2 separate regions of the Ovis aries genome follow, and region 1 is linked to region 2. A link is a contact called in public Hi-C data. All regions are on one chromosome and are shown on one strand. The core of a region is the stretch at or near the end of the contact, and the rest is flanking DNA. Distances in the headings are between cores, read along the strand shown.

What was found. A called contact is a pair of places that touch in the nucleus more often than the background predicts.
Region 1: a contact with region 2 is called in a Hi-C map of hypothalamus, with 4 times the contacts expected there. The contact joins the promoter of CRYL1 here to the promoter of XPO4 in region 2. A contact is called at or near these places in 5 of 16 Hi-C or Micro-C datasets (hypothalamus, liver, mixed tissues and 2 more).

Annotation. Positions count from the first base shown.
Region 1 is chr10:36,164,605-36,170,925 of ARS-UI_Ramb_v3.0, forward strand. CRYL1 (crystallin lambda 1) reads left to right here and starts at 3,351. Exons shown (of 8, transcript XM_027973677.2): 1 at 3,351-3,451; 2 at 6,312-6,321. The coding sequence starts at 3,402.
Region 2 is chr10:35,938,690-35,944,895 of ARS-UI_Ramb_v3.0, forward strand. XPO4 (exportin 4) reads left to right here and starts at 3,457. Exons shown (of 23, transcript XM_060394483.1): 1 at 3,457-3,539. The coding sequence starts at 3,471. LATS2 (large tumor suppressor kinase 2) reads left to right here. Exons shown (of 8, transcript XM_042254907.2): 8 at 2,831-3,006. The coding sequence ends at 2,890.

The sequences.
Region 1 (6,321 bases), core at 2,101-4,600, 230 kb after region 2:
TGCGAGGATCTTGCAATTCCTTCGGATGTTCCTGGAGACTGCCCCTGAGGTTATAAATTCGGAGTTGAAATTCAAATTTCAAATCTTTTGAGAAACATTGTTCAATCTTAGGATAAATATAAAACTCAGGGCAGCTTAACTGGAAAGAAAAGTTCTGATCCAAGATTCTCAGTATCTCCTTCAGCCTCTGGGAGTCCCAGGTGCTCTGTTGGGGTGAGGGTAGAATGACTTCCCAGCTCTGCAAGGAGGCTCCGAGGGCCATGGGGAAAGTACACAGCAGACCTGCCATGGAGAACTGTGTGGACACATGTCAGCCGACACCGCCTGTGTTTTACAAGGCATTACGTCAATGAATACAGTAACCACCTTCAGAAGGAGCTCTTATTGTGCCCATTCTACTGGGGAAGAAACTAAGTTTTGGACTTCCCTGGTGATCCAGTGGTCTGAACATAGTACTCCATGTTCTCACTACTGAGGGCACAGGTTCAATCCCTGGTCAGGGAAGCAATATCCCACAAGCCACACAGTGTGTCCAAAAAAAGAAAAAGAAATTAAGTTTTGAGGATAATTAACTGGCCCAGATCACACAGTATGGAATGGAGAATCTGAGACAGAAGCCCTTGCAGGCCAACTCTGGAGCCCCACCGCTGACTGTGGTACCACTGAGCCTTTCTGATGCTGACCTATAACTATGGTCTTTATAGCAAGATGTTTTGTTGGGAATTACAGTCAGTAAGACATCAGACATCAAATTTGTAAAGGTGAATTGCTAACTAACCCTAATCCTCACCACAGATCACTTTTTCCAGAGCAAGCTGTCAGGAGAGTTTAGATCTTTGGTTCCCTAACTAGCCTTGGGGTAAAGGATGGAAGCTGGACTCAAAGGATGCAGAGGAGGGATGGTGAGGGTGGGGGTGAGAAGCCATCTGTGCTCTTCTACCTGCCATGAGGACTGTGGGTGGACAGAGGGAAAAGTGGACAGAAAGAGACACCCAGAGAACTGAGAGTTTGGAGATAGAGGAAGAATATTTGACTCCTTTTGAAGTGTGGTGTTGGAGAAGACTCTTGAGAGTCCCTTGGACTGCAAGGAGATCCAACCAGTCCATCCTAAAGGAGATCAGTCCTGGGTGTTCATTGGAAGGACTGATGTTGAAGCTGAAACTCCAATATTTTGGCCACCTGATGTGAAGAGCTGACTCATTTGAAAAGACCCTGATGCTGGGAAAGATCGAAGGCAGGAGGAGAAGGGGACAATAGAGGATGAGATGGTTGGATGGCATCACTGACATGATGGACATAAGTTTGAGTGAACTCCGGGAGTTGGTGATGGACAGGGAGGCCTGGTGTGCTGCAGTGCATGGGGTCACAAACAGTTGGACACGACTGAGTGACTGAACTGAACTGAGCTGATTTGCTGGGGAATCTAAGGAGCCAGGAAAAAGTCACGGATTGAATAGAAGCCAGGAGATGGCTGTTACGTTGGAGTCCGACATGGCCCAAGTGGGAGAGATAGGGTGCTCCGTGGCTGTGGAGCAGGAGGACCCCCTAAGAGCAGTGGGGCTCTCCCCACCCCCCAGGCCCACCTGCCCTCCCTGTATTACTGAAAGCAAGTGAGGCCAAACAATTCCACACGGCTGGAGTTTGTAGCAGACAAGGTTCATTATGGGGCAAAGCAAGGAGAAAGTGGTAGTGATGGGGGCCAACTACTGAGCCTGCATGCCACAACCAGAGAGTCTGTGCCCTGAACGAAGATCCCACATGACGCAACTAAGACCTGACACAGCCAAATAAACAAATACATATTAAAAAGAAAAAAGAGTATGTGCTTAGTAAGGAGAAAAAGAGGTTTGGTTCTTAACCTTAAGTTTACAATTTAATTGAAGACTAAACATTAAGCTGACCAGAACACAGTGGCTCTCATGATAGAAACTTGAGTGAATGAATGACTCAGTGGACCAAAAGGTGCTTGCAGGAAGTTCAGATGCTTTAGGAAAAGGGCAGTCACCCATCACCGGGTCGAGTAGTCACAGTTTCAGAGAGGAAGTGGGGCTTGCCTATTTAAAAGAAGACAAATTTTCGGGTAATTTGTGGTGAAGGCACCATAGGAGCTGGGGCTTCATTATAAATCCAAATAGCTTTGTGAGGGCTTCCCTGGTGGCTCAGCTGGTGAAGAATCTGCCTGTGATGCAGGAAACATGGGTTGGATCCCTCGGTGGGGAAGATCCCTTGGAGAAGGAAATGGAAACCCACTCTAGTCTTCTGTATTCTCCATTCCAGTATGGAGAATCCCATGGAGAGGGGCCTGGTGGGCTACAGTCCATGGGGGTCGCAAAGAGGCGGACAGGACTGAGCAACTAAGCCCCCATGCATAGTTATTTCAACATTTAAAGCCTTATCTTGGGGACATCTTTGCTGTGTCACTTTTCTCTTGAGTGAGTTGAGTGCCTTTTCTAATGCTGACCGATAACTTGTGAAACTGCTCTGGCTCTGACATTCCTCTTTCCGTTTGGTCTTGGGAAGACAGAGGAAGGGCCCTGCCGGTCAGGGTCACGCGTTTCCGCTGGAGCGCTGCCTTGACCTGGATGGCTGGCGTGGCCCCGCTCTGGTGCTGCGCTGACAGCGTGGTCCCAGGCACGTGCGGCCCGTTCCTCCGCTCTGTTTCCGAAAAGAGCCCGGGGCGGCGCGGGGACACTTCCTCCTCCTGGAAGAGAGACCAGCTCGGCCTCTGGGAGGGGGCTCCAGGCCTTCCAGTGTGGTGGACACCCCCCCGCCCCCAGCCCTCCTGTCTGCCATCCCAGGGCTCCCGGGCCTTGGCCTCTTCTGTGGAGAAAGGCGGGTCTTCCTCGGAACTGACGACAGTGTGAACCCAGCAGTGGGGCCTGAGCTCGTGCGCCCGGACGTGGTGCTGTCTTCACACGGGAAGGGAATTCCAGGGGTAAATTTGGAGGTTCCTTTAGCGGTCGCGCCTTGTCCTGGTCTGGAGGTGTCCCCCTCCTTGTGCACGGACTTTGGGGGTTCAGTAAGGAACTGACCAAAACAAAGTGAGTCACTAGAGTCCGAAGGGGTAGCTCTCCCACCGGGCTCCCATCCACGTGACGCTCCCGGCACCTCCTCCGTGCGCGCTCCGGGGAGAGGGAGGCGAGTGCGCCGCACGCCTGATGGTCCCAGCCGCTCCCCCCACCCCGCCCAGTCCTGAGCTCCCCGCCCGCCCCGCCCACAGTCCCGCTGGCCCCGCAGCCCCGCCAGGAGCCCTGCGCGCCCGCGGGGCGTGGAGAGGTGGAGGCTCCGCCCGCGCCCCACCCACGGGCCAGGCCCCGGGGCCCTGCCGCTGCCGCGGGGCGGGCGGAGCCAGTGCCCGGGTGGCGCGCGCCGCAACTGTCTCTTCGGGTACCGCGCGGGCCATGGCGTCCCCAGGGTTCTCGGCGCCCGGCGGGGTGGCGGTGGTCGGCAGGTGAGGGCTCCAACCAGCGTGCTCGGGAGGGTGGCAGGTGGGCGCGGTCGTCATCGCCCTGGGGGCTGGCGGCGCGGCTCCGATGACCCCAGCGCGCCTCCCCAGGACTGGGCCGGGCCGGGCCGGTCCTTCGGGCCCCGCTGCAGCCCGGTTGCTGCGCGATGAGGTTGCGGGCTGAGTTGGGTGATGCGGGCCGGGCGGGGACGGTGGCAGTGGGCGCTGCGAGCGGACATAGGGCTGTCGGGCCGCGGATCCGCACAGGTGTGTTGTCTCCTTTCCAGTCCGAGGGATGGGCTCGCAGAGGGGCGGCGGGGCCGCGATCTGGGTCAGGCGGGGCGCGGGCGCGGCGGGAGGGTCTTGCGCGCTCGGGCCCGAGGCTGTTCCTGGGCGACCCCGCCTGGCCTGGGAGGGGTGGGGACCCACTGTGCGATCCGGATCCAGAGCCATGCCTCCTGCATGGCGAGGGCGCCCTATCCCCGGGGCATCCGGGTTCTCCGGGACTTGGGTGTCGGGTTAGCAGCTCAAGTCCCATCCACGGTTTCCTGGTTGGTGCTCCATTCTCTTTTAAAACTTCTGCAGTTTTCATTTTTTAAAGAAGGCGTCCACGTACACCTCTCCGTTGGTAAGCTGGCATAGCGAACTACCCACTGGTCGGTACTTCTTGTTGGTCATCAGGCACACCTTCTGGGAGGCTTGGTGTTGGGTTACGCTGCCCAGGGGCTGGCCTGCCTGACCAGTCACAGCGCGTCCTGAAATAAGTCGTGTCCGGGCCCCTCCTTGAAGCCCCTTCGAGGAAGGGGTCAGGGTGCTTTCTGTCAGCTTCCCTTGCAGGGAGCAGTGGCTTTACCTGTGCCCGTGTGCTTTCCAGGCACGAGGGCTACTGCCTGCCTCCTGAAGGGATATAAAATATAGAAGAAAGTGCACTTTGTCCTGGGCGTGGTGACCTTGCTTGCTTTGCAGCCTTTGTCACAGTCAAGTGTGTATCAACCACAGGCTGAGACTGGCCTGCTTGCTGGCACCCAACAGTGTTCAGTGGAGTCTAGAGTTGACAGTACAGGGGACCCTTGGACCACTGGCAGGTGGAGGACACCCACCTGTCTATTCCCACCAGAGAAGCCAGGGTAATTTACCCTCGGTTCCTCTGCATCAGTGGTACCCAACTGCAGATCCCAAGTTTTGTAGGATTTACCATTTAAAAAAACTTGCTTATAGGTGGGCCCCGAGAGTCCAGCTCCTGTTGTTCCAGGGTCCCTATGCCTTTCTCCAGCTCTAATTGTTGTGCAAAGGAGCCGTGCTGTGGGAGTCAGTTTATTGCCAATTCCCTAAGTTGATTGACTGCAAGAAATTGCAGAAAGTGAAGAGGAACTAAAGATCCTCGATGAAAGTGAAAGGAGAATGAAAAAGTTGGCTTAAAACTCAACATTCAAAAAACTAAAATCATGGCATCTGGTCCCATCACTTCATGGCAAATAGATGGGGAAGCAGTGGAAACAGTGACAGACTTTTATTTTTTTGGTCTCCAAAATCACTGCAGATGGTGACTGTAGCCATGAAATTAAAGATGCTTTCTCCTTGGAAGAAAATCTATCACCAACCTAGACAGCATATTCAAAAGCAGAGACATTACTTTGCCAACAAAGGTCCATCTAGTCAAGGCTATGGTTTTTCCAGTATCATGTATGGATGTGAGAGTTGGACTATAAGGTAAGCTGAGTGCCAAAGAATTGGTGCTTTTGAACTGTAGCATTGAAGAAGACTCTTGAGAGTCCCTTGGACTGCAAGGAGATCCAACCTGTCCATCCTAAAGGAAATCAGTCCTGAATATTCATTGGGAGGACTGATGTTGAAGCTGAAACTCCAATACTTTGGCCACCTGATGCAAAGAACTGACTCATTTGAAAAGACCCTGATGCTGGGAAAGATTGAAGGCAGGAGGAGAAGGGGCCAACAGAGAATGAGATAGTTGGATGGCATCACCGACTCTATGGACATGAGTTTAAGTAAGCTCTTGGAGTTGGTGATGGACAGGGATGCCTGGCGTGCAGCAGTCCCTAGGGTGGCAAAAAGTCGGACATGACTGAGCAACTGAACTGACTGACTGAACCTCCCACACCTTTAACACCTCAGGAAGCAGCCATCTCCACTTCTGGGGTGTCCCTGCTTCCCTTCCCTTCTCCCTCCCCCCCTCCGTCTCCCCTCCTGTCCCCTCTGGCCCCTTTCTCTCTCCTGTCTCCCCTCCTGTACCTCTTGTCTTTCTCTCTCTCAACCCTATAGGTGGCTGGGGAGTGTGAATTAACTGCTAAAACCTGGTAAAGTTTTTGTATTTCATTCTTGGGTTTCAACAAACCAATACAGGGGCCTGGGTTCCACCCTTGTTCAGGGAACTAGATCCTGCATGCCTCAACTAATACCTGGTGCAATCAAGTACATGAATAAATATATATATATATATATATATAAAATAGTGTCTCCCTTGTGGGATTGTTTTCAGATTAATAGAGGTAAGACGTGTACAGTTTAACATCATCATCTCAAGTGGTGGTAGGAAAAACTGAGGAGGTGGGGGAGATGCTGTCTCTTTTCTCCAGGTCTGGGGCTCAGCCAACACTGGTCAGTTGGGGGTCCCTGGTGCGTGGACTCCCTGCCCCTCCCTGCTGCCCCCCAGGTCTGGAGGGCACTGCAGTGAGGACCCAGGACCTCTTGTGTGGAAGCAACATTTTAAGTGGATACTCCTGTCAAAACGTGGAGTTGTAAGCCATGAGGTGTTTCAGTAACAGGATGCTGTGTGCTCTGACACTGGGCTGGTGCAGAGTGGCTCTACTTTCCAGCTGACCTGCACCTCTGCCTTCTTTCCCTGCAGCGGGCTCATC
Region 2 (6,206 bases), core at 2,207-4,706:
AAAGAGGTCTTCATCCCAGTCTCAAAAATTTTAATGGGGTGGATGCCTTATAACATTCAACTTTATAAGGAAGATGGAATATTGTATTTGGTTAAACTGGTTTAGAAGTAAATTTCAAGATGATATGTTGTGAGAACAGGAGGGATAAAGCACTGCTGTTTACAGTTACTTTGATAGACATAAGAACTGTGCTATGTTAATCAAGTATTTAAGAACTCCAAATAGTAACATTTCACAGACATATGTGCAGAAATATACTTTCTATACCAAAAAAAATATTTTAAAGACATAGTTCCCTTTTCGTCTTATGTTTTTATTTCTGGAGAAATATATTAAGCTCCTATAAATTTGATATCATAATACATTCAGTTCTATACTGCTGCCTTCAAAGTTTTCAGAACTTTGGGTCATAAGATCCCTAAACACTTTCTAGATCAGGTGTCCTTTGTTGATACAGAATTATTTTTATTAAGTGTGGCCATTTAATTTGGGTTTAGAAACACCTTTTAAAAAAGAGATTTGTTCTTCTCTTGAGTCTCTCAAGTAAAATAGAATAATCTCTCACTCTGTTGCATAATTTATCTATGTTCCTTGTAAAAGGCGTCATTGTAGTTTTGACTTGGATAAAATTTCTCTTTTAAACAAATATTTATTTGGCTGCATTGGGTCTTAGCTGCAGCACGTGGGATGCAGGCTCTCCGTTGTGGCATGCGGGCTCAGTAGTTGCAGCTTGCTGGGTTAAGGGCTTAATTGCTCTGAGGCACATGGGATCTTTGTTCCCCAGGGATGGAACCTGAGTCCCCTGAAGTGGAAGGTGGGTTCTTAACCATGGGACCATCAGGGAATTCCCTGAAACTGTTTTCTTAATTTCCTTTCCTGATGGCTCATTCTTAGTATATAAAAATGCAACTGACATTTTAAAATTGATTTTATATTTTGTAACTTTGCCAAATTCTTTGATTAGTTCTAACATTTTTGTGGAATCTTTAGGATTTTCTCTATATAAGATCACATCATCTGTGTAGCGATAATAATTCGTCCTTTCTGATTTGGATGCCTTTTATTTATCTTGCCTAATTGCTTTGGCTAGGACATCCATTAGTATGTTGAGTAGAAGTAGTAAGAGGGAACATATAGTTGGATCCTGTGTTTTTAATCCATTTAGCTAATCTGTGTCTTGACTGGGGAGCTGAATCAATTCAAAGTAGTTTACTGATAGGACTATTGTTGTTCAGTTGCTCAGTCATGTCCGACTCTTTGTGACCCCATGGACTGCAGCACGCCATGCCACCCTGTCCCTCACTATCTCCTGGAGTTTGCCCAAGTTCATGTCCATTGAATTGGTGATGCCATCCACCCATGGCTATAGGACTATAGCTATCTGAAAATAGTTTTGACCAAGATCCTCTGATAGGATCTTAGGGAACTCCTTGGTATTCTGGGGCTTAGTAAGTGTCCCTAGCCTACACTCTGAGAACTGTTGCTCTAAGGTATTTCAATCAGCATGTTTCTGTTGACAAGATGTTTATGGCTTGACACACACACACAAAGACCAAAAAACCACCCCAAATCCCCCAAACTAAACCTGTTTCCAAGGAAAAGTATATAATATATTCAAGTGCTGTGATTCATGGGGTCGCAAAGAGTCAGGCACGACTGAGCGACTGAACTGAACTGAATCACTTTTGGAGCCTAGGACACCACAGGTGTTAAAGGCATACCCTAAGAGTATAGGGGGTGTAGTATTTGTTAAATGTTCTTGATTCCAGGAACATTTTGAGCAGATTCTTAAACCGTAAATATTTCTCTTTTGTGTCAAGTGTGAAGTTGGAATCTGACAACTTTCTTCTTCTTAAGGATGTGAAGCGTTATGTGGGTAGGCAGGGACACTACTCCTTGCCCCACCAACCACCCCAGGAGAGTGCTACTGTCGATGTTTAATAAAATACCTTTTCTTCTTCGTTCTTAAAGAGCATCTCAATGCAAAGTTCTTGTGTAGCTGCACAAAACAAATGCTCTGGAACACAGGGCACAATCTGAAGCATTATATGCCTCAAACATTTAATGTCATAAAATACTCATTTGTCTACACGTTTGAAGATGTATCTTTGATCTGCAGTAATAACTCTTTGTAGCAGGTAGAGACACTTTGTAATCTTGCAGATTGCTATACAGATCTTCCTTGGCTTATGATGGAGTTAAGTCCCAATAAACCCATCATAAGTTGAAAACATCATAAGCTGAAAATGCATTTAATACATCTAACCTACCAAACGTCACAGGTTAGCCTCACCTACATTAAAAGTGGTCAGAACACATATATTGGCCTCCAGCTGGGCAAAATCATCTAATAGCGAGTCTGTTTTATAATAAAGTGTTGACTGTCTCATTTAATTTAGTGAACACAGTACTTAAAGTGAAAAACAGAATGTTTCTAAGATATCAGTTGTTCATCTTCCTGATTGTGCACCACTTGAGTATCTGACCGCACATGCTGCCCAGGAAGAGATCAAGATTTGAAGTATAGTTTCTAATGAATATGTATCGCTTAACACCATGGAGCAGTCGTAAAATGATTAAGTCCAGACATTTGTACTTAGTGAAATATTTATTGAATGCCTTCCACAGGTGAGGCACTATGTGAACCAATTTCACGCAATTTTTAAAAAAGCCATTAATTGCACTCTTTACCCTTTTGTAACGAATAAGAGGTACTTTGTTTCTTAAGCAATAAAAACCTTGTTAATTCACTTCCTCAACTTCATGTTGTAGAGATGCCAAATATAATAACTCGTTTCTCAAAGAAGCTAACAATGCAATTCTGTTGCAGGGACATAGAAAAGGGAAAACCTCACAACTATGGCTTATTTACAACTGGAAGAAGAAATAAAGGAAGTTGTCAACAGAGGAAACTTACACTGAAACGAAACTGACTTTCTGTGTACCTCAAAAAGCAGACCGGCACTAAGAGGTGGAAGCTAGTAGCAGGTATGCAGGTGTCGCTCAGAACAGAGCCTGGTCTCCAACAGTGAGGGCCGGCGCGAGGGCGGACACGGGGCTCTCAGGCCCGCGTGGGAAAGCTGGGCTCCGAGCCCCTCTGCCGGACCTGCCCGCCGGCTCCGCCAGGAAGTCAGCCCGCACGGGGGCACGCGAGCGCGGAGCACGCGTTCTCGCAGGGCGCAAGCCGCCCTGCCCGGGAGCGACGCGTCCACAGAGGACACGGCAGAGCTGGAGGCGCCCCCGGGGCCGGCGGCGAGCGAGCGAGCAAGCAGGCGGGCCAGCCCCGTGGGAGCGCCCACAGCCCTGGCCCGCAGGCCCGCAAGCCCGCAGCCCTGACCTCGCGACCCCGCGTCGACGTCGGCGGCCGCGACGGCTCGGGCGGGAGCGCGCGAGCCCGAGGAATCTCGCGATTGGCCGGCCGGGCGCCCGCTCCCAAAATGCACCGCATGGCGCGTCATTGAAGAGAGACCATGATGGCGGCGGCGCTGGGGCCCCCAGAAGTGATCGCTCAGCTGGAGAACGCGGCCAAAGTTCTGATGGTAAGTGCCCGCGCCCCCGCGCCCCGCGCCCGCGGTCTCTGGCGGCGCTGCCGTGCTCGGCCTTGGCGCCCGCCGGACTGGCGACCGGCCGGGGCCTCCCGGGAGCCCAGGGCTGGAGCAGGCGGCGGTGGCGTGGCGCAGGACTCTCCTCCGCCTGCGCTCCTGCCTTGGCGCCCCTGGCTGGGCTGTCCGCTCCCTGGCTGTGCGGCGCCCCAGCCGCGCCACCGAGTGGGGCCGAAGGAATGCTTCGTGCGCCCCGACCCTCCGCTCAGGGTCGGGGGGAGGCGGGCGCTAGGTCTGGGCTGTGCGCGCCGCTGGAGAGCGGGTGCCGGCGGAGGGCTGGCATGGCCCGGGTGCCGTCTGCAACTGTGGTTCCTCTCGTGCCTTTGGGTCCCCGAGCGCTTTCTCCCACCTGCGACCGCGGCTGGGCAGCCTCAATCGGCCGCACAAGGAAGGAACGGCGGGAGGGAGGGAGGGGAATCCTAGGACCAAGGTCATTGGGGCAGAACTTTGTCTGGGACCGAGCTCCGTGCGGGTCGTGCGTCGTGGAGAGTTGGGTGTGCAGTTCTCCTGGACTTTTTCTGCTGCAGTACAATGAACAGAACAATTTAGTCAGTAGGTTATTACCTACTCGAGAAGGTGAGGCCGAGTCAAAGAGTAAGGCATTCCACTCAGAGTAGAAGCAAGGATAAACCATGTTTAGTTACTCAGTAAATTATTTGCTGGCTCAGTTTCCTTTTTGTAAATCACGACTTCCGTGTTTGTAGATTTCTCTGGAAGTTAGAGGCTTGATTCCTTGAATTGACAAATAGCCTTCCTAAGAATTGGATGCAGCAATCTTCGGTACCTTTGTACACCTTCCCCCCCCCCCCCCCCCTTTTGGTTCGGTGACTGAGTTACGTGTTCAGGCATCACATTTTAAGACATTTGAACTAATTCTCATATAGTTTGTAGTTCCTTTTCTCAAGTTTTGTTTTCACACCCAACACCGGGTAGCTTATGAAATTTAGCTTATGAAGCTGAGAAGTTTAATTAAAGCAGGATTTACTTGCCACAATATGAGCGAAGTTAGGTGAATCGTTTTATCACAAAAAATGACTTAGGGAACGTTTTCAGACTCTTGCAACTTAAGTCCAGAAAAAAACTAGCTGTTATTCCCCTTAAATACCATGCTCCTAAAATCGCTGACTTACAGCGTTTCCTGAGATATCTGGGAATTTTCTATAAGGTAGAGGCCCCGTTTTCATTAGACTTTAGAAGGAGTATGTGACCCCCCTCCCCCGCCAAACACTGCTTTAGTTCTCATAGCTATTAATATAGAATAGTTGTCCTTCATAGTTGGTCTCAGTACTGGTTAGTATTTGTGCTTGGTAGGACCTTTTCTCTTCCCTGCAAAGCTATTCTTATCACCTGTAAGGGAGTAGGGGAGAAGAGTCCGAGTAAATTCTAGAAATTGAGTCCATATCACCGGCCAGACACTGTCTTGATGCTTTACATACTTTGTTAATCCTTGCAACCCCTTTACAAGGTTGAGAGAGAGCTTAAGTAGCCAGGTTACATACTTACTTAGTGGCTGAATTAGGTGTACAATTCCCATTTGTGCCTCTAAAGCTGGGTCTCTTTCTGCTCTGCCTCACCACCTCTCCTGTGTGTTGTATTGGATTCTATTTACATACTTGAAATCTTTCCAGAGAAGAGTATTGAAAAAAGTGTTAATAAAATAGAAAATTTCTTTTTGGAAAGTCCACTTACTGTTTGGCAGTGTGGATGCGTAGCAGAGACTGCATGGTTTCCCAGATGGAAGCTGCAGTCATCTCAAGAATGACAACTGACATTTTACCCAGTGCTTACTGTGTGTGAAGGCACTATGCCAACCACTTCACATGTATTACCATATTTGATCATCAGTAACTGTGAGGTAGTTATTACTTTCCTTTTCATTTTATGGACTAAGGGACTGAAATATGTAGATATTAAGTAATTTACCTAAATTTTCAAAGAAAGTGGTAGAGTGGGAAATCCAATGCAGGTTCATCTGTTACAATGCGTGGTTTTTAGCCTTTGGGGTAGTGGGAATAGAAAGCAGGTGAACTAATTATTTGGGGTTACCTGGCGTGCTGAAGTCCCTGGGGTCACAAAGAGTTGGACATGACTTAACAACTTATGAGCAACTTAACTGAAGATTGTCAAACCTCTTTCAGTTCAGTTCAGTCGTGTCCGACTCTGAGACCCATGAACTGCAGCATGCCAGCCCTCCCTGTCCAACACCAACTCTTGGAGCCTACCCAAACTCATGTCCGTTGAGTCGGTGATGCATCCAACCATCTCATCCTCTGTCGTCCCCTTCTCCTCCTGCCCTCAATCTTTCCCAGCATCAGGGTCTTTTCAAATGAGTCAGCTGTTCTCATCAGGTGGCCAAAGTATTGGAGTTTCAGCTTCAGCATCAGTCCTTCCAGTGAACACTCAGGACTGATCTCCTTCAGGATGGACTGGTTAGATCTCCTTGCAGTCCAAGGAACTCTGAAGAATCTTCTCCAACACTGCATTTCAAAAGCATCAATTCTTCGGTGCTCAGCTTTCTTTATAGTCCAACTCTCACATCCATACATGACTGTTGGAGAAACCATAGCCTTGGCTAGACGGACCTTTGTCGACAAAGTAATGTCT